Linked DNA regions of Mus musculus: regions 1 and 2 are each linked to region 3. Evidence: chromatin contacts called from public Hi-C and HiChIP or PLAC-seq data. All regions are on one chromosome and are shown on one strand. The core of a region is the stretch at or near the end of the contact, and the rest is flanking DNA. Distances in the headings are between cores, read along the strand shown. Region 1 holds the start of Cnih3 (cornichon family AMPA receptor auxiliary protein 3). Region 2 has its middle 20 kb from the start of Cnih3. Region 3 has its middle 30 kb from the start of Gm39718.

Region 1 (4,614 bases), core at 1,237-3,736, 96 kb before region 3:
GAATCAATCTCTCTCTTTCCTCTCCTTTCCTCTCCTTTCCTCTCCTCTCCCCTCCCCTCCCCTCCCCTCCTCTCCTCTCCTCTCCTCTCCTCTCCTCTCCTCTCCTCTCCTCTCCTCTCCTCTCCTCTCCTCTCCTCTCCTCTCCTCTCCTCTCCTTTTCTTTTCTTTATAATTGCCAACATCCTCAAAGTCCAACTGTGTGCAGTAGAACAGATCCATTATTCCAGGGCAGAGAGGACAAAATCCCATCACATCTAACTGACTTTTTCTATTAGCCCTCAAATTCCTACATCGGACACCCCCCCCCTCTTATTTCTATATCCCTAAACTAAATGATATGTGATTATGCAAGCTTAGGAAGAAGCGGAAGCTTAGATGTGATCTACAGGGTCTTTTCAGGACCGGTGGTTAGAAGTCCCTTCCTCCTCCCCAGGCGCGTTCCCTCTGCTCCTTGTCACTTGGCCCCTTAGAGCAGGAGACTCAGGGAACTATGTTAAGATAAACCCTCTCACACTACAGACCACTCAGACAAAACATCAGCATCTCAACTGCGCCTCAGTCTTCTTCCTTCTAGGTCATCTCCTGTTGTACACAATCTCTCCAAGGCTCCCCAGAGCCAGGCCTCCAGGAGCTCATCTCAGGGTCCCTCCATCACCTCCAACCCTGCTGGAAGGGCAAGACTGAGTTGTTAGTGGTGCCTGTCAATCACTGGAACCTTGGCCCTTCTGATCGGCCTTTGCAGAGTGAGAAGAGGGCCCATAAGCAGCCTCGGAAGGAAGCTAGTGGGTCAAGGGTTTGTGAAATGTGACACAGTCCCCAGGAGATCAGATCCTCCTGTGTCCTCCTCCTTACTCCCCTTTAGGAGTCCTCCGATCCACACAGCTCCACACACCACACCTGACGATCTAGGACCCGTCTGCACTCCATGGCGAGTGGAAGCTCGTGCCCTGGGGATGATGGGACCTGGTCAGATCTACAGCACCTAGAGCCTTATTTATCCCGGTCTTCCTCCGTCCCTCTTCTCTCTTCACTCCCATCTCTCTTGATTTCCCTCCCTTCCTGCCTGGCCTCTCCCTGCTTCCTCTTTCTTACAAGGCGCTCTGGTTGTGTTTCCACTTCGTCTCCAATTATGTCTAAACGCAACCCACCACAGATGCTGACATTTTAAATGTTTAGTTGTTATAGTTACTTGACTAATTGCCTGGGACACTGGCAGGGCTTCTTCTCTCCTGCAGGCAGGAGAGAAGGGAGTGGGGTGCGGAAGCCCAGCAGATGGGGTTTTGAGCCACTACTCCTGGCCTGGCTGGGACACCTTGCCACGCCCAGGAATGTGCCCCGCAGGGAGGCTCCACCAGTCACTGGCTCCAGCCAAGGCAGGTAGGCGCCCGGCGCGGTACCGCCTGGTCTCAGGATGCCAAGAACTGTGTCTCCTGCCCCGGGACAGGGGAGATGGACAAGGTCTGCCCAGAAAGTACTTCTGCCTGACCTCGCGGTCCGCCCACGCCTGCTATGTCTAAAAGGCCGGTGAAATGAGGAAATGAGGTGGGCGTGGGGGGAGGGAGGACTTTGGGGTACAGGAGAGTTAGAAGCCTCTGCAGGTTACTCACGTGCCAGATAGCGAAAAAGATGAGCGCAGCGCAGAGCACCAGGGACAGCATGTAGCAGAAAGCAGCGAAAGTGAAGGCCATGGCTGAGGACCCCGGATCCCACCACACACAAAGCCGCTCCCTGGAGACCAGTGCCTTCCCAATTAGCAGTCAGAAAGATGTCTAGTCTACACACTCCGGGTAAAAACCCAAACGACTAGAAGCACCCACGACAAGCAGAGACAGAGTTGAGGGTCAGCGAAGCCCGGACGATTCTGGCAGGACTGGAGACCCGGGACTTGGAGCGCCCACAGGCACAGAATGCCTCTGGTAGCAACAGTCCCCCTAGCCGAAGAAGAAACCTAACCAGCAGAGAACACCTGCAGACCAGTGTCAACTAGAAAGGTTCTCGAAACTAACAGGCACCGGGTGCGAGGACTCCACTCTGGACCAGGCGAGGAGGTCCGGTCCTCTGGAAAGAGCTCTCTCTGTTGGTGCCCAAGCAAAGAGGTGGGGTGAGCACGACACCCAGACTTCAACAGCCTCCGGCCAGGTGCCTGGACTCCGAATCCCAAAGCCGCTCTGTCCCCAGAGCACAAGTCTTGAGGTGGGCCAGGTCCCGTTAGCCCTGCGCCCCGGGCTGGGGTCTCCCAGCGCAGCTATGCGCACTGAGATGCATCCGGCCCCGGACCCAACCGCGTCCCCCGGCCGCCGGCTTCGGTAACCCGGTGCCTGGGAAACTGGGTCGGGCCGGGGCGGCGTGGGCTCCAGCCTGGAGGGCCAGCTCCCGGCCAGGCGGCTGCGGCGCGGGTTTCCGGCCAAGAGCGGCTCGCAGCTGAATGGGGCTCCACCTGCTGCTGCTGCTGCTTCTGCTGCTGCCGCGGGCGCCGCGAGGAATGCGGCGCTGGGACCCCTCCCTCGCGGCGCCCCACCCTCGCCGGCTCCAGAGCGCGCCCTCCCCGCGGGCGGAGACTGCAGCGGCAGCGGCGGGGGCCAGGGAGGCGGCGGAGAGAAGATGCGGTGCTCGCCCGCCTCTCGTAGGAAACTTGCGGCCCCGCGCGCGCGGAGGCGGGAGGGGCAGGGACTCTTTGAGCACGTGCGCCCGGAGAGAGTGGGAAGGCGGAAGGCTATGGCGACAACGCGTCGGCCGCCCCTAGGCTTCCAGCCCTTTGGAGCACACCAGAGCAGGGAAGTGAGGGATCGAGGGAGTGGAGGGCTCCTGTTGGTTGGGTCCTGCTTAGGCAGATTTCCCAAACTGTAATCTACTTCTGATCTAGGGTGCCTTTACTGCTCTACCCTGTGCCCCCCATAGGATTCTGAATCAGCGCCCATCCCTCGCATCCTCCACTATCCTGCTCCATCTGACCTTGGGATTATTGGAACCTGGTCAGTGGGGAGTGGGAGGTGGGGGAGGAGGGGATAAGGCAAGGGTGCAGAAAGTGTTTCTGTGTTGCTCTGTGGCATTACTAAGAGCTTACATTACTAAGAGCTTACTGTTGAAAGCAGACTCGCTCCTACCTCCAACTTTCTTAGCCTCCTTAAATAAAACCTGAATAGCAATTGAGTGTCTTCAAACCCAACAGGACCTAGCAGGGAGCAATTGGTACCCAGTCAATCCGTAAATGTAGGGACCTCTGTCACAGAGGTTAAGCATCTTAAAAAATTGTATCATAATTGCTCAATAAAAAAAAAAAAAATCCAACCCTGCAGATAGAACTTGGATTTCAGATGAGTCAGCACAGGAAGCAAGAAGAAATGTCCTGAGAGACGAGTAGCAAGCAAGTCCCCCGGGAATCTGAGGTGCACCTCAGAACATCGGATTATGTACAGAAAAGAATGCTTCGCTCCCATCCTCCCCAACCTCTGGATCTTACAGGCTTTGGCCCCTTTTCTGCCACCTCTCCATGATGGTCCCTGAAACTTAGGGAGAAGGAGTGTGATATGATTGTCCATTTGTGGCTGGCTGAGCACTCCACTGCACTTTGACAGGTCATGTATTTACCTTAACTGCCCTCCACGGCACAAAACAACTTCCCTCATGAGATCTAAGAGCTGCACCAACCTATAGGTATAGAGATACAAAGTTAGAGGACAGTTTGATACTAGTTCCATTTAGCAAAATTGTAGAGAGTGTCCTCTGGACATGAACAATTCCCCAACCATGGATTCTGGGCCAGATATATAGTAGCAGGCATGAGTTTCCTCCTCAAAGACCTTAAACCCAGTCGGGAAGCAGCTGATTGCCCCTTTAACATTCATGCCACTGTTGTGCCCATGGCATATCTTGCCACATTGTCATTACTCAGATTCATTGGGTTCACAGCTGGTTAAGACTGTTGATGAGCCACACATACACTCAGAAGCCTGCATAGCTCCTTGTGGTACTATGAAAGGTAGAAAGCAGAGAGGAAACTCCCTAATCAATGCTAGCTTGATTTCTCCATCTCCTGTCTTCTGCAATAGAACCTTATCATCAAGTTCTGGTGGGCAACCTGGAGCAAATGACAATATCCCTTGTTCTTTGCTGGTCTCTGAGACACCCCTAAATTCTACAGACTCTCCAAGTACACAAATCTCAAGATTTGGTGCTAGGTCCCACTATGAGAGAGAACATGCAATGTTTGTCTTTCTAAGTCTGGAAACTCTTTACTTTAAACACTGAATAGACACTAATGAAAAAGCATTCCGAGATGTTTCTGAGATCTTGGCTGGAATGCCAGACTTTCTTTGTAGCAGACATGAGCATAGTCTGTAGAAGGGATTCCCATGGCATGTTTCCCACTGACACCATTTTTCTGAAGTATGAGTGATAAAGTTTAATATATTGTCTAAGGTGTTACTCTCACCTCCACAAGATCAAAGGGGTTTAGATGTCTCATTTTAAATAAATTATTAAGATGCTGTATGTGAGAATTTCCTAGAAAATACATATTTTACTGTCTTGATTTATAACTTGTCAAATGAGTTGCTTTCTCCCTTAAGCAGGTATGCCTTCCAACAAGTGGAACCATGAATTTAAAATGAATGT
Region 2 (4,210 bases), core at 959-3,458, 76 kb before region 3:
TTTACGTGACTTGAAATCATATGATGCCTGAGCTTGCCACCAGGTGGCTCTGATAAGAGCTAGACCTCAGAAGCAAGCCCCTGGCAGGCCACCTGGCAGCTTAGATAGGAGCTTACCCACCCCCACTTCACTCACACACACACACACACACACACACACACACACACACACACACACACACAGGCCTTGATATGCTAATGAGCTAAGCCCAAGGTGGTGTTTGATCTGCTGGTGAACCAGGACCAAGCTGTGAAGCCTGATAGGGCAAAGTTACCTCCAGAGTGAAGTGATACAAAAACTGGACGTTTGGGGATTGTCTCTGGGATGGCACTACCGTGCTCCCAAGACTCAGCTTCTCTGACCACTTTGTTGATGCTCATCAGCAAGAGAACCTGAGACTTTGTGTTTGGCCCTAGCTTCAGTGCCCACTGAACTAAACTGAACAGTGGCACTGCCACTGAGCCCACACAGGCCCACCTGTCAGCACCAGCCTAGCTGTTGGCCTAGATCTCAAAAACCTCCTGAGACCTCCACCAGTACCATCCTCCCAGCCTGTCATAGCTACAAGACTTCACGATGGGCATGAATCAAGCCTGAAACTTCCAAATCATGCTCACCAAGAAGATTCCCCAGTGAAACCTTGCAGTGGCATTTCTGCCCAAATAACTGCTCCCACCGCCAAGACAGCTACTTAACTTGTATATTATCATGCTATTAGAAGAAATGTTTGTGTGAATAAACGGAGCATATTCAAAAGACAAATCTTGGTTGGACATCGTAATTGCTGCGAATCTTATAGCCCAAAGGCAAGGTTCTCTGCAACATTCCTTGAGCAGTCCTTCATAAGACTGATGCAGAGCCAGGATACATGGCATTTCTGAGACGTCCATGGTCTTACACTGGGGAGTGTGGGGGGGGTATGGGGGGTATACCACACAGTCACTTATAATTATGTCATGTGGTGGTTTGAATAAAAATAGTTCCCAAAGGCTCATATATTCAAATGCTTGGTCCCCAGCTGTGGGTGGAACTGTTTGGGAAGAATTAGTAGAGTAGGTGTGGCCTTGTTAGAGGAAGTGTGTCACTGGGGGTGGACTTTGAGGCTTCAAAAGCTCAAGCCACTCTCAGTAACACAGACATGCTCGTGCACATACACACACACACCCACACACACCACCTTGTGGACCAGCTGTAATCTCTCAGATACTTCTCTAGCACCATGCCTGCCAGCCTGCTGCCACACACCGTGCCATGATGATCACAGACTCTAACACTCTGAATCTGTAAGCAAAGAGTCCAATTGAACACTTTGTTTTAAAACTTGTCTTGGTCGTGGTGCCTCTTCCCAGCAATAGAAAGGCAGCGAAAACATGCCACACACTAGGACTAATTCCAAAGAAACAAAGCACTTCACAAAGAAGAAAACTTTGTTTTCAATTTCTCAAAGACAAGTTAGAAATGCTGAGTCATGGGGGGTGAAATTAAAATATAGCAAGTGGTAGATGTGTCTGTTGATCAAATTCAAGTTTTTCGATCCTGAGGGCTGCATATGTAAATATTTCTAGCAGTCAGTCTTTGTTCTATGACAAAAAGAATCAGCATCCCAAAAAGGGAAGATTTTACATCAGCTCTTTTCTCTGCCTTTTAATGAAACATTGTGCTCTGACAGAAAGGATCTGTGGTGGAACCAGTTATTTTTTTTTTCTAGTTTCTAAACAAGATTTAAATGCACTTAAGAAGTACCTAGCTGGCTTAAATATGATCGAGCATAATAATATCTCTGAGTCTCCCATTACTCTAAAGATATTCAAGGACAAGTTAGAGCTGTGTTGTTTATGGGCATTGTCTATCTCCATCCAACAGAAACTTGAAGATTTTTTTCCTAATGTCTTTTCTCTGTATGTTATAACTCTTAAAGGGAATAACTGAATAGAAATACAGAGGAGAAATTATAATTGCTTTTATAGCATTACAAATAAAAGTAACACCAGCAATAATGATGTGCTGAAAATGTCTCTTTTTAAAAAACTATTATGAATTTCTCAAAGAACCATGTAGTGAGTGTAATTACTTCCTGGGGTGGAGTTATAAGTGAGGCAGACACAGCTGTGAACAAGTTGGACACCAACCAGCCTGTGCTAATCTGAGGGACACACTGGAGTAGAGCGTGGTCCCCCATTGACTCACTTCCTGTTTGTTCTTGCTTCACACAGTCTCTCTCTTGCTTTAACCCTTCTTATCCCAGCTTCCTTCCTTTGAAAGTGAGCTATTGCAATCCACCCCCATTTCACGGGGGTTTGCCACTGAATGCCATGGAATTAGCTGAAGAGCTTTTCCCAAGAATAGATCCCTTCAACTCCACACCAGCCCTCTTGAACAAGAATCTCTGGGGTCGAGTCCCAGCCAGGGTAGCTTTAAAATGCTCTGGTTAGGAATCACTGAACCAAACAACCCGGTCTCTAAGCTCATCCTCTGTCAAAGTATCACATTCCTGGCTGACTATATGGTTGACCCTCTCTAGTCCTCCAGTGGACTCTCCTGGTCACCCGCCAGCCTGGCTTGATGCATCCCCTCCCCTGGAACCTCTTCAAACACGTATTCCTCTCTGACATATGCTCAAAATTTTCTAAAATTCAAATCCTGCTTCATACCCTGCCTCCAGAAAGCCTTCTCTGACCAGTTGTGACTGTTCACTGCTAGAAATGTTTCCCAGCCTCTGAGTTACCATCTGGGATGGGATGGTGATTTGAATGAGAAATGTCCCCAGCTGTGGTGCTGTTTGGGAGTGTTCAGGTGGCACAGCCCTTCTGGAGGAAGTACTGTCAGTGGGAGCAGCCTCTGAGATGAAAAGCATCAGACACTTCCAGTCCACTCTCTCTACCTCATGCTTACCGTTGAGGATGTGAGCTCTCAGCCTCCTGAGGCCACACCCGATGGTTGGTAATCTTGCATCCATACCAAGCTTCCTCATCACAATGGACTCTTATCAGGAGGCATGAGCCAAAATAAACTCTTTGTTCCATAAGTTGCTTCTGTTCACCTTGTTTTATCCCAGCAACCATCGATATCAGTGGTTTGATATATGATACATATCAAGATAAATATATCAGGATATAAAGAATGCTTAGATGGACTCATGTGATTTGAGTAATTTCTTTGGAATGTAAGCTTTAAAGAAATATGTTTTAATGTTCTATAATCTGCTTATAGAGTCCATCAATGCTCCAGGTCATTGAGATATGTCATGAGATATGTCATGTGTGTTCTTAAGCTCTATCACCTTGAACACTTGTGAACCCCAGAAACACATCAGCTGAGGTCACACAGCCATGTGACATCAAGAGAAGGCAAACTAGAGATGCCTTAAAAACAAGTTGGTAGCTATATTAAGGAGGGAAAAGTGTGTATGTATATGTGTTTGTGTATGTATGTGTGTGTATGCGTGTGTATGTGTGTATGTGAGTGTATGTGCATGTATCTGTATGTGTGTATGTATATATGAATGTGTGTGTTTGTGTATATGTGTGTGCATGTGTGTGTATGCATGTGTATGTGTGTCTGTGTATATATGTATATGTGTGTATATGTGTATGTGTGTGTTGTTGTTGCTGTTATTCTCCATCTTTATACAATATGCTTGCCATAGACAAACCCTATGGAAGAAAAGCCCAACCATATCCGTCCACACATGATAAGAAAATGCTCACCATAAACCTTGTCAATACACTAATAGACTTTAAGGACTAACCTCCTGTGGCTACCTATAAAATTATAAATAGCAGTTAAAAGAAGTAAATAAACTCAGGAATGGGCAGAAGAGATATCAAGACAGGACATGGGCACCTCAAGCCCTCTGAATACCAAAACCAAATGTGTTAAATTTTGAATGATAAAGCAAAGATGCGTGAAAGAAAAGCCACCTTCCCTGACCTTCTCACAGCTTGTCTGCTTTTTAATTTAATGTTTCTGGTCATTGATCCTATATGATGCACATCCACCTGTCATTTACAGAGATAAATATTTAATATTACAGCCACACACTCCTAGCTGAGTCTGGAAATGTGAAGCAGGAGTTGTACCTTCAGCAACCTCTTCTCAGCCTCCAAGAGTCCTCCTCCTCCTCCTTATATTTGGATATAAACATTCTATGCTTCAAATTCTAAACTTGAGGGGACCTAAATGCCATATCTGGAGGTACTTAGCAAAGCAA
Region 3 (4,624 bases), core at 1,765-4,264:
AGGGTCACACTGGGCGCTATAGCCCACTCCCCAAGACAGCAGAGCTGGCAGCTCAGGGCAGACCGTACAGAGAGGAGGCCCAGGGCATGGCAGAGCAAAGGCTGGCTGAACGACAGAAGTGGGGAGACAACAGAAACTGTATTGGCTTTCTCAGTGCCTGGAGTCTTGAACAAAGAGGTGATACTATGTGTACCAGTACCTGCCTGTAACGACCCTCAGAGTGTGGCCCCTGTCTGACGATCACACCACCTCATAGGTCATTATCTGATTTCCTTTAACACCAGCTGCCTTTGTTATAAATGAATTCATCCCTTAACGATTCACTAGCCCTGAGAGATTCATTCCCAAAAGATCAAAATCCTGTAATCAAGAGACCTTAAAATAGAGAAAACCTGCCCGTGGGCCTTACTGCCAACTTCTGGGGGAGTGAAAGGGAGTAGGCTTCCCAAGTAACAAGTGAGTTAAACCCTAAAGCCGGCCACTTCAAGAAAAGAACCAGACCTCTAGTGCAATGGATCACAGATCAAAGAGCTTACAGTTAAAGCTTTGGCCTCTTCAAAGTCCTTTGCACCTAGAGACTGTTATAAAAATCAATTATCAGCTCATCAACTTTACTGACCAACAGTGGTTTGTATGATGTCACTAGAAACACACACTCACACACACAAAGGGGGCGCTATAATCCAGTTCGAATGGCAAAACAATATAAACTAAAAAAGAAACAAAATCTTAGAGACAGATCACCTCGAGTTAGAATCCCAATTCTCTCAGTGCCCGAGGTCTGGTCAATCTCCAGTGTTCTCAGAGATCAAGTGGATACTTATGTCTGCCCCAGGGATTTGATATACTTGTGTAAGTTCATTGAGATACCAGGGAAAGGGCCGCCACCTATGGAGCTCCGTAAACTTGAGGCAAGTCATTATTGTTACATAGTATCCTGTCCATTTGCAGAGAGCCATGACTGAGGGGATGAGGTCACATCTGACTGAGTACCCAAGGCACGTGCACTCTGACTGATCTGACCAGGATCTGTGATACAAAAGAAGGCATGTCCATTGCAAAGAGGCCATACTCTGCCCCCCGGGGAGGGGGAGGGGAGGACATTCATGGAAAGCATCCAGCAGCACAGGACTGTACCTAACCTCCAGGTGTGCTATGCCAGGCACTGTGCTTCTGCCAACACCTTGACCTTCACATCGCCTCTTCCAAAGCAGTCTCCTCTAATTCCTTCTAGCTGGGCAGTGAAACATTTGCTGCTGGCTTCCCATCTTCCAGATGGTTAAACTGAGGCTCAGCAAGGCAAAACAAAAGCATCTCAAAGCTAGCTCTAGGTGGACTTGGGTTTGTATTTAGTTTCGTTGTTTGTTTTGCTTTGAGATGGCGGCTCCCTACGTAGCTCACACTGGCCTGAAACTCAGTATGTAACATAACTTTGTCCAGCATTCACGAGCCTCCTGCATCGGGGCTTCCCAAGTGCTGGGATTACAGGCCTGTACCTTCTAGCTTCCAAGTAGACTTTGAACTCAAACAGTGTGATTCAGCATAGAGGGCTAGTTACTGCTCTATCATAGGAGAGCTCGGAGGAAGACTTACATGGGATGCGAGGGCGACCCCCCAGCTCTAGGAAGGATTGAGTTGGGCTCTCTAGGAAAAGCAGGATGGACTTGGTGGTCCGAGATCTGTTTTGAGAGAGGTTGGGGACAGGATTCCAGGATTGAAGCCTACCAGAGCTGCTGAGAGTTCCAGAAAAGAATGTGAAGTGAAGGGGGAGGGGTGGATAATAGAGCAGGGAGCACAGGACCAGCCTCTCCCACCCAGAGGTCCCAGAAGTGCTGAGGAAGGGAACTTCCAGGGTGCCCAGGGCGAGGTTGGGGATCAATTTCCCTTAGAAAGTGGGGCAGGAACCCAGAATTTCACCCTGTTGGCATTCGAGTAACCGCCTACATTTCTAAAGAACACACCACAGTTTACAAATTACTTGCACAAAAAAAAATGTCCTGTTTCACTATGACAGGCAACCTGTGTTAGGCAACTTAAAAATCCTGCACTGAGCTGAGTTCACCGCGGGCCCAGTGAGGGTGGTTCTGTTACTGTCCCTCCCGTACTGGAAAACAGAGGCCAAGGTCAGTTGTCATGTGGCAACATTGGGGTTGGAGCCCAGATCTAATTCGGGAAGGACTCGCTTAAACCGCAGTCCCCAAACAACCTAAGAAGCAAGCAAGTTACTGTTAGCGCTTTGCAGGTGGAGAGGCTCGAGTGAGTATGGACTCTAGCAGGTTCACTCTGCTCATGGTTAAACCAGGTTTCCAGACGTGAGTAGCACAGAGGATTTGCAGGAGGGCCGCGGGTAGACACACCCGAAGCCCGGGTCTGTCTATCTAAGTTCCACAGCTGCCGTACACACCCGTACAGCCTTGGGGAGAAATATTCCAGATTACCAAACACAGCGCTTGTACAATAATCAGGTTGTGCGAAGACCAGATTAGGGAAGACCCACCCCGTGTAGAGCCCCGAGGCTCGAAACCCTCCGGATGGTACTGGCTAGGGCTGGTGATACCTCCTCACCCAGAACCTGGAATTAAGGGAGGCGGGTTCTGCTCCTCTAGAGCCCAAACCCGAGGAAGGAAATGGAAGGGTGGGATGGTGTCAGACGGAAGGGAAAGCAGAGAAGAGGAAGACCAAAGCCAGCAAGGGGGAAGGGGAGGCTCAATGGTCTACGCCCTGACTGTGCGGCAGATGCATGAGGCCCCAAGACTCTGCCTGGCAAGTGCAGACTGATTGCATAGGATCAAATACCGTGCAAGGTTAGTACACCGTGTCCTAGGTAGAGAGGAGGATTTTAATACAGAATAAAGGCCGCCCTCTTTCCTGCCCTCCTCCCACAGAGGGGGGGGAGGGGGGTGACTGGCCCTGGCAGGTCGCCTGTCCCCGCCCCGCGCCCTCCCCAGAGCCTCCTGCCCGCTGAGGTCGCCGCCCAGCAAAGCCTGGGCACTCCTCCCTTGCTTGCCGCAGGTCTCGGCCCATCACCCGAGCCTGGTCCCACCCGCCAAACCACATACTTTCACCTCCGTCTCACCCTTCCCTCCACCCTTCCCGTCTTCCTGGCCCAGTCCTCGCCACTCAGATGATTTTTAAGTCTGCCGCTTCCTTTCAATGGCTAGAGAAAGGATGGAAGGCTTGTGTTTGGCAGTGTTTAAATTACTCCAGAAAACACCCAGTGGCAAAGACAATAAAAGGGTACAGTTTCTTCGGCTGCTTCCGCAGGGCAGGGGGAGGGGTGGCCCGCTAACCTCCACCCACCTGCCGCCCGCCCGCCAGCTGTCTTCTGGGTGGACAGCACGGGGTCTCACCCCTGTCCCCTCCCCCCACCTCCTCTTTGGCAGGCTGGCAGCCTAGGCCAGCTGGATGGCTTGTCTCTACTCTGAGCTAGAAGGCTTCTGAAGTTAGCTGAGGCTCACAACTCTCATGCGCCTGCTGGGCGATCAAGACTTTTTACAAGGAGGGTGGCGCTATTGCCTCCTATCCGTGTCCATCAGAAACCCCTTCCTGACCAGCTTCGTTCCCACAAGCAACTGCGGCTGCTATCTCATGCCACCCGCGTATTCCAGCAGAGTTTGAGGAAGACCCTAATTTCCATTTCTTCCAGCAAATATGATTGCTTGACTCCAACTTCTGAGGTCCTGGGGAAGACAAGAGCCTGTGTCTGGGCTCATCTTAGCAGTTAGCTTGGAATCTGCTCACAACGGGTCACCCCCGGGGAAGTAAGTCCCTTGCTCACAACCTCGATGGCAACCATCCAGAACGAGAGAGAACTCTGCACACCTCAGCTCACCCTGCCTGTCCCCAGGAAGACTCACACTTGCCCATGCTCCTACCCGACCTCCTTCCAATCCTTTGTCTAAGGAACCTCCTGTAGCAGGACTGTCCTAGAAAGCATCCAGCTAAGAAAGACTTCTGCATTAAAGCATTACTTGCTACAGTAGAGCTACGTTCAAGCTTCTAAGTGACTGTCTGCTAATGATGTGACCTTGGGCAAGTCACTTAATCATGCTAAGATCCATGTTAGTCACCTGTCGATTTATCATCGATGCCAGAGTGCAGCCTGCTGCCCATATGAAAGGGGAGTGAACACAGCTTCCTCACCCCCATCTCTATTACAGATGGAGCCCAGCGCATCACAGGTGCTACTGAGCGCCCCTGACAGCTGGCCCGAGACACACCTCCACGCTGCTGCCTGAAGCAGCTCGAACTCCTCAGCTGCCTCTCAAGTGAAGTGGGAGTGGATTTCACTGCAGAGAGAGATTTTAGGGCGAGCCAATAAGACACACAGTTGGGGTTTATTAAGAAGGCATGCCAGCTTGAAGAAAAAGAGGGGCTCGGGTCAGATAATGCACACAGATCCACAGGTGTGTGGGCCTCTCAAGGGGGAGTGTCCCTGCCGTGTCTTAGTGACAACCACACATATAATGTTGGTAGCTCTCAAGCTACATCTCACAGCATCAATAAGAAGACCCCCCCCCCTTTTTTTTTTTTTTTTTTTTTTTTTTTTTTGATAATCGAGGTTAAGGTGTGGCTTCAAAAGCACCTGGATAGGATTGCTAGCTGAGAAAGAAGATAAAACCAT

The links. Hi-C and Micro-C count contacts between places; a contact is called where the count stands out from the background. HiChIP or PLAC-seq counts read pairs in DNA pulled down with a chosen protein or histone mark.
Region 1: an H3K4me3 HiChIP or PLAC-seq map of embryonic stem cells shows a contact between it and region 3, with 21 read pairs. The contact joins the promoter of Cnih3 here to the enhancer-like site in region 3. A contact is called at or near these places in 3 of 39 promoter capture datasets (the 3T3-L1 cell line, cranial neural crest and embryonic stem cells), 2 of 484 Hi-C or Micro-C datasets (embryonic stem cells and muscle stem cells), 6 of 115 datasets of contacts at active chromatin or transcription factors (acute myeloid leukemia, embryonic stem cells, forebrain and 1 more) and 2 of 9 other capture datasets (adipose tissue and embryonic stem cells).
Region 2: a Hi-C map of double positive thymocytes shows a contact between it and region 3, with 1.8 times the contacts expected there. The contact joins two enhancer-like sites. A contact is called at or near these places in 6 of 484 Hi-C or Micro-C datasets (the G1E-ER4 cell line, double positive thymocytes, erythroblasts and 3 more), 2 of 115 datasets of contacts at active chromatin or transcription factors (the SCID.adh cell line and embryonic stem cells) and 1 of 9 other capture datasets (embryonic stem cells).

What each region holds. Positions count from the first base shown.
Region 1 is chr1:181,350,500-181,355,113 of GRCm38.p6, reverse strand. It overlaps Cnih3 (cornichon family AMPA receptor auxiliary protein 3), which reads right to left and starts at 2,486. Exons shown (of 6, transcript NM_001160211.1): 1 at 1,608-2,486. The coding sequence starts at 1,688.
Region 2 is chr1:181,330,764-181,334,973 of GRCm38.p6, reverse strand. No RefSeq gene overlaps it. Among named protein-coding and RNA genes, the nearest start is that of Cnih3, 20 kb to the left of the region's middle. Within about 2 kb of position 2,208, at least 41 of the 459 cell types and tissues checked have an H3K27ac peak or open chromatin away from gene starts, as enhancers often do. A contact at or near this core is called in the G1E-ER4 cell line, the SCID.adh cell line and double positive thymocytes, where this site is marked.
Region 3 is chr1:181,255,236-181,259,859 of GRCm38.p6, reverse strand. No RefSeq gene overlaps it. Among named protein-coding and RNA genes, the nearest start is that of Gm39718, 30 kb to the left of the region's middle. Within about 2 kb of position 3,014, at least 318 of the 459 cell types and tissues checked have an H3K27ac peak or open chromatin away from gene starts, as enhancers often do. A contact at or near this core is called in the G1E-ER4 cell line, the SCID.adh cell line, acute myeloid leukemia and 6 more, where this site is marked.